Linked DNA regions of Mus musculus: region 2 is linked to region 1. The links are chromatin contacts, called in public HiChIP or PLAC-seq maps. All regions are on one chromosome and are shown on one strand. Each heading gives the region's core, a stretch centred on a gene start, on an enhancer-like site or on the middle of the called end of the contact. The rest is flanking DNA. Distances are from core to core; before and after follow the strand shown. Region 1 has its middle 9.8 kb from the start of Cyb5r3. Region 2 overlaps Pacsin2 (protein kinase C and casein kinase substrate in neurons 2).

The links. HiChIP or PLAC-seq counts read pairs in DNA pulled down with a chosen protein or histone mark.
Region 2: an H3K27ac HiChIP or PLAC-seq map of extraembryonic endoderm stem cells shows a contact between it and region 1. The contact joins two enhancer-like sites. A contact is called at or near these places in 2 of 39 promoter capture datasets (the C10 cell line and cranial neural crest), 1 of 484 Hi-C or Micro-C datasets (B cells), 3 of 115 datasets of contacts at active chromatin or transcription factors (astrocytes, extraembryonic endoderm stem cells and memory CD8 T cells) and 1 of 9 other capture datasets (adipose tissue).

Annotation. Positions count from the first base shown.
Region 1 is chr15:83,179,146-83,184,745 of GRCm38.p6, forward strand. No RefSeq gene overlaps it. Among named protein-coding and RNA genes, the nearest start is that of Cyb5r3, 9.8 kb to the left of the region's middle. Within about 2 kb of position 3,001, at least 55 of the 459 cell types and tissues checked have an H3K27ac peak or open chromatin away from gene starts, as enhancers often do. A contact at or near this core is called in adipose tissue and extraembryonic endoderm stem cells, where this site is marked.
Region 2 is chr15:83,441,488-83,447,087 of GRCm38.p6, forward strand. All of the region lies in intron 1 of Pacsin2 (protein kinase C and casein kinase substrate in neurons 2), which reads right to left. Among named protein-coding and RNA genes, the nearest start is that of Pacsin2, 20 kb to the right of the region's middle. Within about 2 kb of position 3,099, at least 48 of the 459 cell types and tissues checked have an H3K27ac peak or open chromatin away from gene starts, as enhancers often do. A contact at or near this core is called in adipose tissue and extraembryonic endoderm stem cells, where this site is marked.

The DNA.
Region 1 (5,600 bases), core at 1,751-4,250:
TAAGAACATTGACTGCTCTTTCAGAGGTCCTGAGTTCAAATCCCAGCAACCACATAGTGGCTCATAACCATCTGTAATGGGAACTGATGCTCTCTTCTATAAATAAATTTTAAAAATTAAAAAAAGAGAGAGAATATCAGTTCAAAAAAAAGCAAGTATGAGGGGCTGGAGAGATGGCTCAGTGGTTAAGTAATGACTGCTCAGCCAGGCATGGGGGCGCACGCCTTTAATCCCAGCACTCAGGAGGCAGAAACAGGCAGATTTCTGAGTTCGAGGCCAGCCTGGTCTACAAAGTGAGTTCCAGGACAGCCAGGGCTACATAGAGAAACCCTGTCTCAAAAAACAAACAAACAAACAAACCCAAAAAACAAAAAAACAAAAACAAAAACAAAAACAAAAACAAAAAGTAATGGCTGCTCTTCCAGAGGTCCCAGGTTCAATTCCCAGCAACCACATGGAAGTTCACAGCCATCTTTAACTCCAGTTCCAGAGGTCAGACACCTTCTTCTGACCTCTGAGGGCACCGAAAACATGGGGGACACAGACATACAACATCATCTTTGGCAAGAGGTCGGGGAAGTTTTGTGCCAAGAATCGTTCATTAACCCCAAAAGACCACCAAAGATGCAATCGAACGAGGGTCTTTATTTAAGCTTGAGCTTAGACGACACTGCCATGTCTGCTGCAGCAGAACGGGAGGTTTACCCTCCCCCAAGCTCTCAGTGGGACAAGGCTTTATAGGAAAAGGCAAGCAGGTAAGGGGGCTTCAGCCTGGCAAGCATCTAGCTGCATGACTACTGTAAGCCGACGGGTGGGTGCTCTGAAGCAAAACCCTGAGCAATCACAAATGGTCTGCAAGTACATCGCAAACAATCAGACTGATCTCGGACCGAATTGTTAGGAAGTAGCTAGGGGTATGGGACAAGGACAAGCCATGGGGTCCTTCCCAGTACTAAGGTGTAGCTTGGGTTCAGCTATAGGTCAAGTTTCTCTTAAGATGGAGGCTGGTCCCAAGACGGAGTAGTTTGGTCTCTCAAAGGGAAGCAAGTTGGAGCCCAGCCCTGAACTATATGACACCCAGTCTGGGTTGAAGGGGAAGGAGGAATGGGGAGGGGCCATGTGAGGGCGGGACCAGGAAGAGAAGGAGGCTTAGTGAATAATAAATAAATTAATGGGGGAAAAAAACAAGAAAGAAGACAAGAAGATGAAGGAAGGAGAAGGAAGGCATGGCGACTGAGGTCAGATGGAAGAGGGAAGGAAGAGTGGGGCTAGGGGCTAGGGTAAGCAGGAGGGCTTTCTAAGGTGTGTACTGAAACACAGGCCCGATGGAGGTGTGGGATCAAGTCTTGCAGATAGCTGGGGAAGAGCATTCCTGGCCATAAGGAGAGATCATTTGGAGCTGGAGAGATGGCTCAGTGGGTAAGAGCACTGACTGCTATTCCAGAGGTCCTGAGTTCAATTCCCAGCAACAACATGGTGGCTTATAACCATCTGTAATGGGATCCAATGCCCTCTTCTGGTGTGTCTGAAGACAGCTACAGTGTACTTATATACATAAATAAATCTTAAAGCAAAACAAAAACAGTCAGGCAGTAGTGGCATAGGACTTTAATCCCAGCACTTGGGAGGCAGAGGCAGGCAGATTTCTGAGTTCGAGGCCAGCCTGGTCTACAGAGTGAGTTCCAGGACAGAGAAACCCTGTCTTGAAAAACAAAACAAAACAAAAACAAAAAATAACAAAACAAAAAACAATCTGGGATGTTTGCACCTTGAAATTTTATATTTGAAAAGTTCTTATGCTCCCAGAAAGCACTCTTACTCTTAGGGGAAGATGCCAAAGGTCACCAAAGGTATAGCAAGGTAGTGGTGGCGCACGCCTTTAATTCCAGCACTTGGGAGGCAGATGCAGGCAGATCTCTGAGTTTGAGGCCAGCCTGGTCTACAGAGCAAGTTCCAGGACAGCTCCATAGAGAAGCCCTGTCTTGAAAAGTTAAAAAAAAAAATGCTCAGAAGACATTGGACTCAGTCTCTCTGTCTCTGTCTCTCTCTGTCTCTCTCTGTCTCTCTCTGTCTCTCTCTGTCTCTCTCTCTCTCTCGTTGTTGTTGTTGTCTTGTTTTTTGAGACAGGGTTACAAGGAATTGGAATTTCCCCCAGAATTCTCCTGGTAGGGGAGGGAAAGCCTGAGGCCTGGTACCAGCCAGGGGAGGAACTTGTCTCCCAGGAAGAAATTCTGCAGTTCTGATAGTCCGACCACCTCCCAGGAGAGTCTGATGGACAGGGCCACACCTCTACCTGCTTGTTCGGGCCAAATCTCACATGAGGACAAGAAGATGGGTTAAGTGATGGTGCGGTGGGCATGGAAGGTGTACTGCTGGGAAAAACCAAAGTCCTTCTTTTTTTGGGGGGGGGGCTCTTAGTCTCATTGATAAAACAATTTAGCAACAGGAAGCTCAAGGACGATTTTATTAGAGGTTAAGAGAAAAACAAGGCAGGCATGTAAGCCTCAGCAGGTACTGGAAGGGAAATGGACAACACCCATGCCGATTTTGATGGAGATTGACAAGCAGTCTCAAAGCAAAAGAGAAAGGAGGCTTCAGAGAAAGGGCAGAAGAGTCCAGAGCACCTTGGAAAGAAAACACACTCCGGCCAGTATCCAGAAGAAAGAGAAGTAAATAAAAAGAAGAAAAAAAGGAAAGTTTCTGACTTTCTGGTAACTCAGAAAGTGGGAAAGAAACAGGCAGAAATCCCACCCATGGCTGGAAGCAGCTGCCTAAGAGAAGGGGGTAGGGTGGGGTGGGGGAGTGCATTATCTCCTTGAGGGGAATTGTTAGCCCTATCAGCTCCGCTTGGGTGGCTTAGAAGGCCAGGTCTCCACCAGAGATAGAGATGGAACTTAGAACAAAGTGCAGATCCTTCCACCGTTGTGTAAGCCCCACACAAAGCCTCAGACTACAAGGCAATGTAAATGTCCAGGGTTGGCCAAGCTGATGTTTACATTTCTGGTGTTGCCAGGGAAACAGGAGGTTCTGGAGCTACTGTAGCAACTGGACCTCTTTGTCAGTTCCTCCTCTCAGAGTGACCGCAGGGAAATAGTCGCCTTTCTCTGCTTTCCACTATTCTTTGCCACTTTAATTGGGGACATATGACTAAGACTAGTTTGTTACAGCTCCCAGGACCCTAAAACCCCAGTTTCTGTGCCTTTCTCCGTCTCTGTCTTTCCCTCCCTCCCTCCTCCCCTCTTTCTGAGACAGGGTCTTCCTATAGAGTCAGGCTATCCTGCAACTCTCAGAGATCTGCCTCTGCTTCCCAAGTGCTGGGACTAAAGGCGTGCTCAACCATGCTGGGCTCCTAGCCACATTCTTAACAGGGTGTGGCTCTGGTAGACAGAACCCTAATTCAAACTAGCTGTGTAGGAAGGTCCTGGGATGGCTCATCAACTGGAACGAGAATCCGTGGGAGAGGGCCAGGATTCCTTTCACCTCTCGCTCTCTGAGTAGGAAGCCCCAGCTCTCCCACCAACATGGGCATCTTCCTGGCTCCTACCATATTTTGGTCCAGAGAAGCAGATAAGGAAAAAAAAAATCTGCAGGAAAAACTCTGATTGGTTTGTTTTGTCACGTGCCCACCTTGAGCCCCATCAATGGTGCCAAGAAGTTGGCATCCTTAACTGGCTCAGTTTAGGTCAAGTGATCATTCTTTACCCAGTCATAACTAACTAATGGGTGTGGAGTTAAGTAGGAAATCGAGAAACTCTCCCTGGAACCAAGGGCCTGTGGGCCTGTGGGCCTGTGGGCCTGGAATGTCCGCAGAAGGCTCTGCATACCCATGGCCTCGCGGGAGGGTAAAAGGCTGGAAAAAGATTCCTGTGAATGCGAATTGCTTCTGGGTTCTGGAGCTGGGAAAGGGTTCTCCATTAGCTTGCCGCATGACTTTGAGTCATGGAGAGATGGGCAGGGGCTCAGGAGCCTGAGAAAGAGAGAGAGGGAGAGGGCGGAAGGGACGGAGGGAAGAAAGAGAGACACAGACGGCGGGGGGGGGGGGGGGGGTAGCTTTGATTTTCTGCGAATAGAGACCCGGAAAGAGCTGCCCTGTACAGCTGACTGTGGCGGCTTTGGCTCAGGTGCACAGCCATGATCTCAGATGCTGATCTTCAGTCTGCGGTCTGTGCTTGCCCTGATTTTCTCCCGCCCTTTTTTCTCTGCTTGCACTGGCAAACTTCTGAACAGCTGAGCCGGGAGCAGACCCCTTGCGCACCCTCGGAAGGGCTCTTAGCGCTCGGCACCGCCTTCACCCAGGAAAGGCTTGCCGGTCTGGGAGACCCCTCACCCACATAGGAGGCCTTTGGGCAGCTAGAGAAGAGGACACTAGGAGTGGACACAGTCCTGAGTTTAATGACTGTACAGGGCTCAGCAGCAGGGTAAGGGGACACATTGCCTGAAAGGGACTTTCCAGTTAAACCCCATGACTAGGACCCAGACAAAGGATGGCTGGGAATTGCTTAATTTTAAGCATTCTCCTCTCTAATTTGCATACATGTTTATGAAGATGTGAGTCCCCACAGAAACTGTAGAGGATGAGTGAGCCATTGCCAGAGCTACCCACTCCTCACGTCGAAACTCCTCACACAGAACTGAACCCCACTGCGATCGGCCTGACACTGGAGGCTGCCATTTAGAAAACAGGGGCTGTTTCTTCGTGTAAAATCCATGTCCAGCCGGACAGTGGTGGCGCATGCCTTTAATCCCAGCACTTGGGAGGCATTTCTGAGTGGATTTCTGAGTTCGAGGCCAGCCTGGTCTACAAAGTGAGTTCCAGGACAGCCAGGGATACACAGAGAAACACTGTCTTGAAAAAAAACAACCAACCAACCAACCAACCAACCAACCAAACAACGTGTCCAGCACACACATAAAGCCTCCTGCAGCTCTCACACCAACTCTAGGAGGTCATGGGAAAGCCTAGAGTGGAGCCATCTCTGCCTTATAGGGTTAGGGTGAGAGGACTTGGGGGGTGGGGAGGGTCTAGGAGCCTGCTCAGTTTACACAGCTTCACAGAAGCACCACCAACTGACACCCCATTCATTCATTCATTCATTCATTCCCTCCCTCCCTTCCTCTGCCCCTCCTCCTCCTCCTCGTTTTCCTTTTCCTTCTTGGTTTTTCTTTCTTTCTTTCTTTCTTTCTTTCTTTTTTTTTTTTTTTTTTTTTTTTTTTTTTTTTTTTTTTTTTTGGTTTTTCGAGATAGGGTTTCTCTGTGTAGCTCTGGCTGTCCTGGAACTCACTTTGTAGACCAGGCTGGCCTCGAACTCAGAAATCTGCCTGCCTCTGCCTCCCAAGTGCTGGGATTAAAGGTGTGCGCCACCATACTTCCTATCTCATAGTTTTAGTTGTAGCAACACATACTAGCTTCTTCCACAGCACACCAAACTAGAGCCTATGAAGTCACAAACTCACATAATCATTCCCATTTACAGGCAGGAAAACTGAGTCAAGGAGAGGTCAGGTGCTACGATGACACCCCATTTCTTCCTTTTAAAAAATATTTATTTATTTTATGTACATGATTACACTGTAGCTGTCTTCAGACACATCAGAAGAGG
Region 2 (5,600 bases), core at 1,849-4,348, 260 kb after region 1:
GTAAGTGATATTAGGTTAGACATAAGACAGTCAACTACACATAGGTATCAATGGCCCTGGCCAAAGCCTTCTTCACTATGAAGTCTGTGATTCTTCCTGCTGGAATCCATGCATTCATTTAAGGCAGTGGCCCTCTCAACGATCCTAATGCTGAGACACTTCAATACAGTTCCTCACATCACGGTGACCCCTAACCACACAATTATTTTTGTTGCTATTTCATAACTATAATTTTGTTACTGTTATGAATCATAACATGTCATAAATATCTGTTTTCTGATGGTCTTAGGTGCCCCCTGTAAAAGGAGTCTTGACCCACACAGGTTGAGAACCACTGACTTAAGGCATTTGCTTAACATATGTGTAGTATAGGTATTTAATTGTGGGCATTGTCTGTGAGGCATGAAAATTCCTATTGGCCGAATCCCCTTAGCCTACAGACCATATGGAACAAAAATATCTCCACATTGTCCCTAAACCTCAGCCTGTGACAGTTTTGTTAGTGTAAATTCCCACAAATAAATGCACACATAGACAGTGGTATAGAAGATGGGGAAGACAGGTGGCAACAGGAAGGTGGCTGGGGCTAGATGACTAGACAGGCTAGTAGAAAAACAGTGAGCTCCAAGGTCAGTAAGAGACCTTGTCTGGAAAGAGTAAAGCAGAGAATGATAAAGTAGAACAATCACACACACACACACACACACACACACACGCATGCACACACACATTCTCATCTCAGACTCCACACACTGACTGCACCACCTGAAGTGACCCACCTTACTGCCCACTCCCTTGCTGACTACAGGCCTGATATCTCTTCTAAAGCTACTGGCTACCTGGCTTCACTCTCATACCACAAGTGCACTATGCAAAGGACACATCAAAGTCACCTTGCCTGAGCCTTGGTCCTGTGCCACACACTCCACCTGGCCCAACCCTCCCACCCTTCCGTGACCATCACCACCCACTACCACTCCCCCACACCACCCCCAACATACACATCTACTCAGACTAGAAAGCTTTCAAGGTCAACAATCCCTTGCCATATAGTCTCAAGGCAGGCAACCTCTAGTTGGATTCCCTTTTGAATGACTACAGAAGGATAAGCATTAGACAAAGGGAAACAAGAAAAAAGGAAGACCAGAAGTACTCTAGAGATTATGAAAGAGGGAAATGACGCTGCCAAGAAGAACTTGCCCAACATAAGAGGAAAAGGACCCAAGCCCAGGCAAGCAATTCTGCTGTTAAAAGTGGCTGCCACCTTGCACACATCCCATCTGGTTGGGAGAAAGTAGTAGTCACTCAACTGAAACAGCCACATGGCACCCATGAGCCAAAGGCAACATTAATCCAGTCAAATGACATTAAACACACCAAAATGACCAACGTCCCCTGGCTCGCACTCCTTGCAGTCCACTGCAAGGACAGCCCTCACACCTGGGCTGCCCATCCCCACCATGAACTCAGAGGACTTTTCCAGGCCACAACGTCCAGAGATCAGAACAGCAATAGACAGTCCCTGCTTACAGGATGTGGACTGCCCAGTGGAAAATCGAGAAACACAAAAACCATGTACAACAGGATGGCCCCTGAGGTAAGACACACTGGCCTGAAGAATGACAAGAACCAGCCAGGTGAAGAACATTCTAGGAGCTGAGAAGCACATGTGCAAAGACCCTAAGAAGAGGCAGAAGGCAGAACATAGGCATTTGTCTCTGCATTCCATCTCTATTCTCGCCTATACATCCTAGGAAAACCTTCCTGAGGCTCAAGTCAGATACCACCCCATTCTTCTGCTTAGAAATCTCCAGATTCCCATAGCCCAGACAACTAAGACACAGACCGCTTCTGTGAGTTTTATAAATAAGTGTGCAGCTCTATATACATTCAGATACTAAAGTTGCTCCATGAAAGCCCTGACTAAAAGAATCTCTCCTTTATGGCCCACAAGGCTGCCACACCCAATGCTTAGTTCACAACTCTGGAGAGAGATGGGATTCTGACTCTGCATACTGAGAGTAATCCAAGTTCAAATCTTGACTCAGTCACTTACTAGACATGTAAGTTGAAAGATTTCTTTTTATTTATGTATTCATGTGTGTTTCTCTGCCTTGTGTGTGCAGGTGTCTCTAGAGGCCAAAGGAAGGACTGGATCTTCCAGAGAAGCTGTCTGCTGTGGGTGCTGGGAACCAAGCGTGGGTGCTCTGGAAGAGCGTCAAGGATCTTAACTGCTGAGCTGTGTCTCCAGGCCCCGGGCAGGCACTGACAACCTCTCTGGCCCTCTATGTACAATCACAACCCTGACCATATAGAATTGCAGTAAGAATTGGAGCCTAAATATGCACGGCTACATACATACATCCAGGCTGCTCAGGGTCCCATAGGAAGAGCTCTGCCTCAGGTATCTAGACAACACCCCTCAACACAGCAGCTGGCTTTTCCCTCCAGGACTTCATTACAAATAACTCAAAATAGCCCACTTTCCTTCCAACAACCACTACCCCACTGACCCACACCATCGTGTTCAGACCAGTAGTCACACCATAAGGCCTCTAAGAATTGTATTTTAAATACCCACTTCCAAAGAACATGGAAGAGAGCAAAAAACTTGGGTGTGCTAGGGAGAATAGAGGGCACTGGAATGTCTCTCTTTTCTTCTTTACATGTATTTGTTTGTCTGACTGTCTATTTCTTTGGGAGCTACATGTATAGAGACAGAGGACAACCCGATGGAGGTCCTCCCAAGCACCTTTCCCTGTCTACCACTGCCAAATGCCCCAGAAAGCTCTCACGCACAGGGCACTTGCTGAAGAGGCACACTCAGACTGAACTGGTAAGCTGGACTGGAAACAGAAGTTGACAATGAGATAAACCTGAACTCATGTTCATGTACCCCAACCTTTTATGCCCCTCTACCCCGCCTGTGTCCCCTTTCCTCTTCTACATCCCTACATCCCTTAGCTCCGTGAAACACCAGGCAATCAAATGAGATTGCTCAATCCTGTTCCTAGTTAACTAAAAGAAGATACTACACAGTGACTGAAACAATCTGGTTCAAAGGTCAGAACCCCAAGAGCCTGTAGGAATGTGCCTCAGGTATGCAAGCCAGGAATCCTCCCCGCACCCTCCCTGAACTACAGCCGAACAAGAGCTAAGCCAGGCAGCTGCAGGCCTACAGACCAGCGAAGGCAGCAATGTTCCTAAGCCACTCGGAGCGGAAGCACTGACTTCAGAGACACCAGCCTTGAGCCATTCTAATCAACAGTGGCCCAACCCCTGCATTCCAAAGAAACACTGCAAGAACTCAAATGAGTCTTTGAACTTACTGTCCAAACTCCCACAGCAGACACATTTGGAGGTACTACTATAGGAATCGAATCGCTAACTACAGGAGTTCAATTCCCACATCCCACAAGGTAGCAGGAGAGAACCAACCCCCAAGAGTTGTCTAACTGCCACAGACAAACTGGGGCACGTGCATTTCTGCACTCACACAAAAATAAAATATACGTTTGTGTTAGAGATACGAATTTTTTATCCGGGGGGGGGGGTGGAGGGGAAGAACATATATAAGCTTAAACATCCATGATCTAAAAATAGACAACCAAGGAGCTGGGTGAGTGGCTCATCCCTGTAATTCCGGTATGCCAGAGGCAGAAGCCAGAGAACCGTCCCAAGTGTGAGACCAGCCTAGTCTACATAGTTCTAATGCCATCCCACATCCCAGATTCTATAACACAGTGGGACCCCACCTCAGTAATAGGAAAGAAGAGAGAAGGGGAGAGGGAAGTGGGAGGAAGAAAGAAAGAGAAAGGACAGTCAGTATAATTCTCATCTTAAAAAAAAAAAAAAAAAAAAGCAGTAAGCCCAGTGCAACCTAGACAGCCCCTCCGCACACAGAGAAATGATCCCCAAGCCGCAGGTCCTCACCAGGCCCCTTTGTAGATTCCATAACCATCCGCTTATACCACTGCAAAGCTAACGCCTGGGCTCCATTTTAAAAAGACAGAGCATCCTCAGCAAATCCTCTGGGAAATGAGGAGCAGTACACTAACTAGAATGGCAGGCAGTCCTGGAGAGGAAGGCGAAGTGAGGACAAAGACTGAAGGTGGGGGGCAGGGGAATCTTGGAGGAAGAAACGCAGGAATGTGCAGAGACATTAGGTAGGCAGAGGCCATTCTACAAGGCTGGGCTTTATTGTGAGGGCTACCAAGAGCCACTGAAGAGCTGTACTTTCAATCCTCTGACCCTTCTCTTCTCCACTGCTGACAATGAAGACTGGGATGGCCTAGGAACCACTCTTTTAAGAAGAGGAGTGCAAGAATAGCAAGCCAACCAGTCCTTCAGGCTTTAATAGGCAAACACACAGCCCAAGGGCTCCCGACATGTGGGCTCCTCCGAGCCTCAGTTTCCTTGTCATCTGCTCAGAGGCTCATATGAAGCTGGCTGGGTACTTGGAGCAAAGTGGAGAACCCCTATAGGGCAGACGGTGGCATTAGAAAGACCACAGCATCCCACCCAGGCCCAAAGCAGAGCAAACATTCCACTTCCTGGGAATGGCAAGCCTAGAGACTGTCCAGACCTCTCTTTGACTAAGAACAAACACCGCTACTTACACAGGCATGTAGCTGGCCAAGAATAGTCAGAGCATGGAGGAGCCAGGTTCACTCACCCCACTATTAGGCCCCTCCTACCCAAGGTAGCCTCCACACAGCCACATCCCCAGCCTAGGAGCCATCCCACCTACCCAGACACAGAAGGTTTATTGTACCCTCACTTCTCTGTGCTGGCTCACCTCTGGAAATGAGACACTACCCAGGAGCCACCAACAAGGATGTCCATAAAGCCTCTGTGTCCAGGGCTCTGTGCAAACCTGAGTAGGGAGAAAGCCCATGTACATCTGGTCAAGCATCACCCTCCCCTTTATAACTTGCTACCCTATGACAGGGCCCTGCCATCAGGGGCTAAAGACATTACATGAAGCACAGGAAATAAAAAGCAGCCAAGAACACAAAGACACCCAAATGCCCAGAACCACAAGTCCCAGACCAATGAGAAAAATTTCCCTTAAAATTCAGAGAACACTTTAGTAAATGGTCCTGAAACAACTAGCTCTTGTTTCAGGGACACAGGCCTTCTATACATCTCCCACCATAAACACAAGTGGCTCAAATGGATCACAGCCCAGCTGTAAAACCCAGACCTGTAAGACCTGGACAAAATGTTCATGACCCTGAATTAAGCAAAGATTTTACATCTGAAACTTAGCCTAAGATACACAAACCTGCAAACATCCTCTTCATCAAGTCCTAAGTGTCTACATTTTAAGGCAAGCAGACAGGACAATGGCTTCCTACCTGGAGGTGGAAGAGGGAAGTGGTAAGTGGAGGGCTACAGAACGGCAGAGGAGAGCTACTGACTGGTGGGAACGACGGCAACAGTGTCTGCACATGCCAAACATTATCAAGCTCTCCACTCGAAAGGCAGCAGAGTACAGTGCGTTAGTTATTATTGCTCGGTGTTTGAAATCTGGGGGAACACCACAAAGCCCTAACCTTTTACACTGTCAAATAACAACACTCTTCACAAGCCAGCCA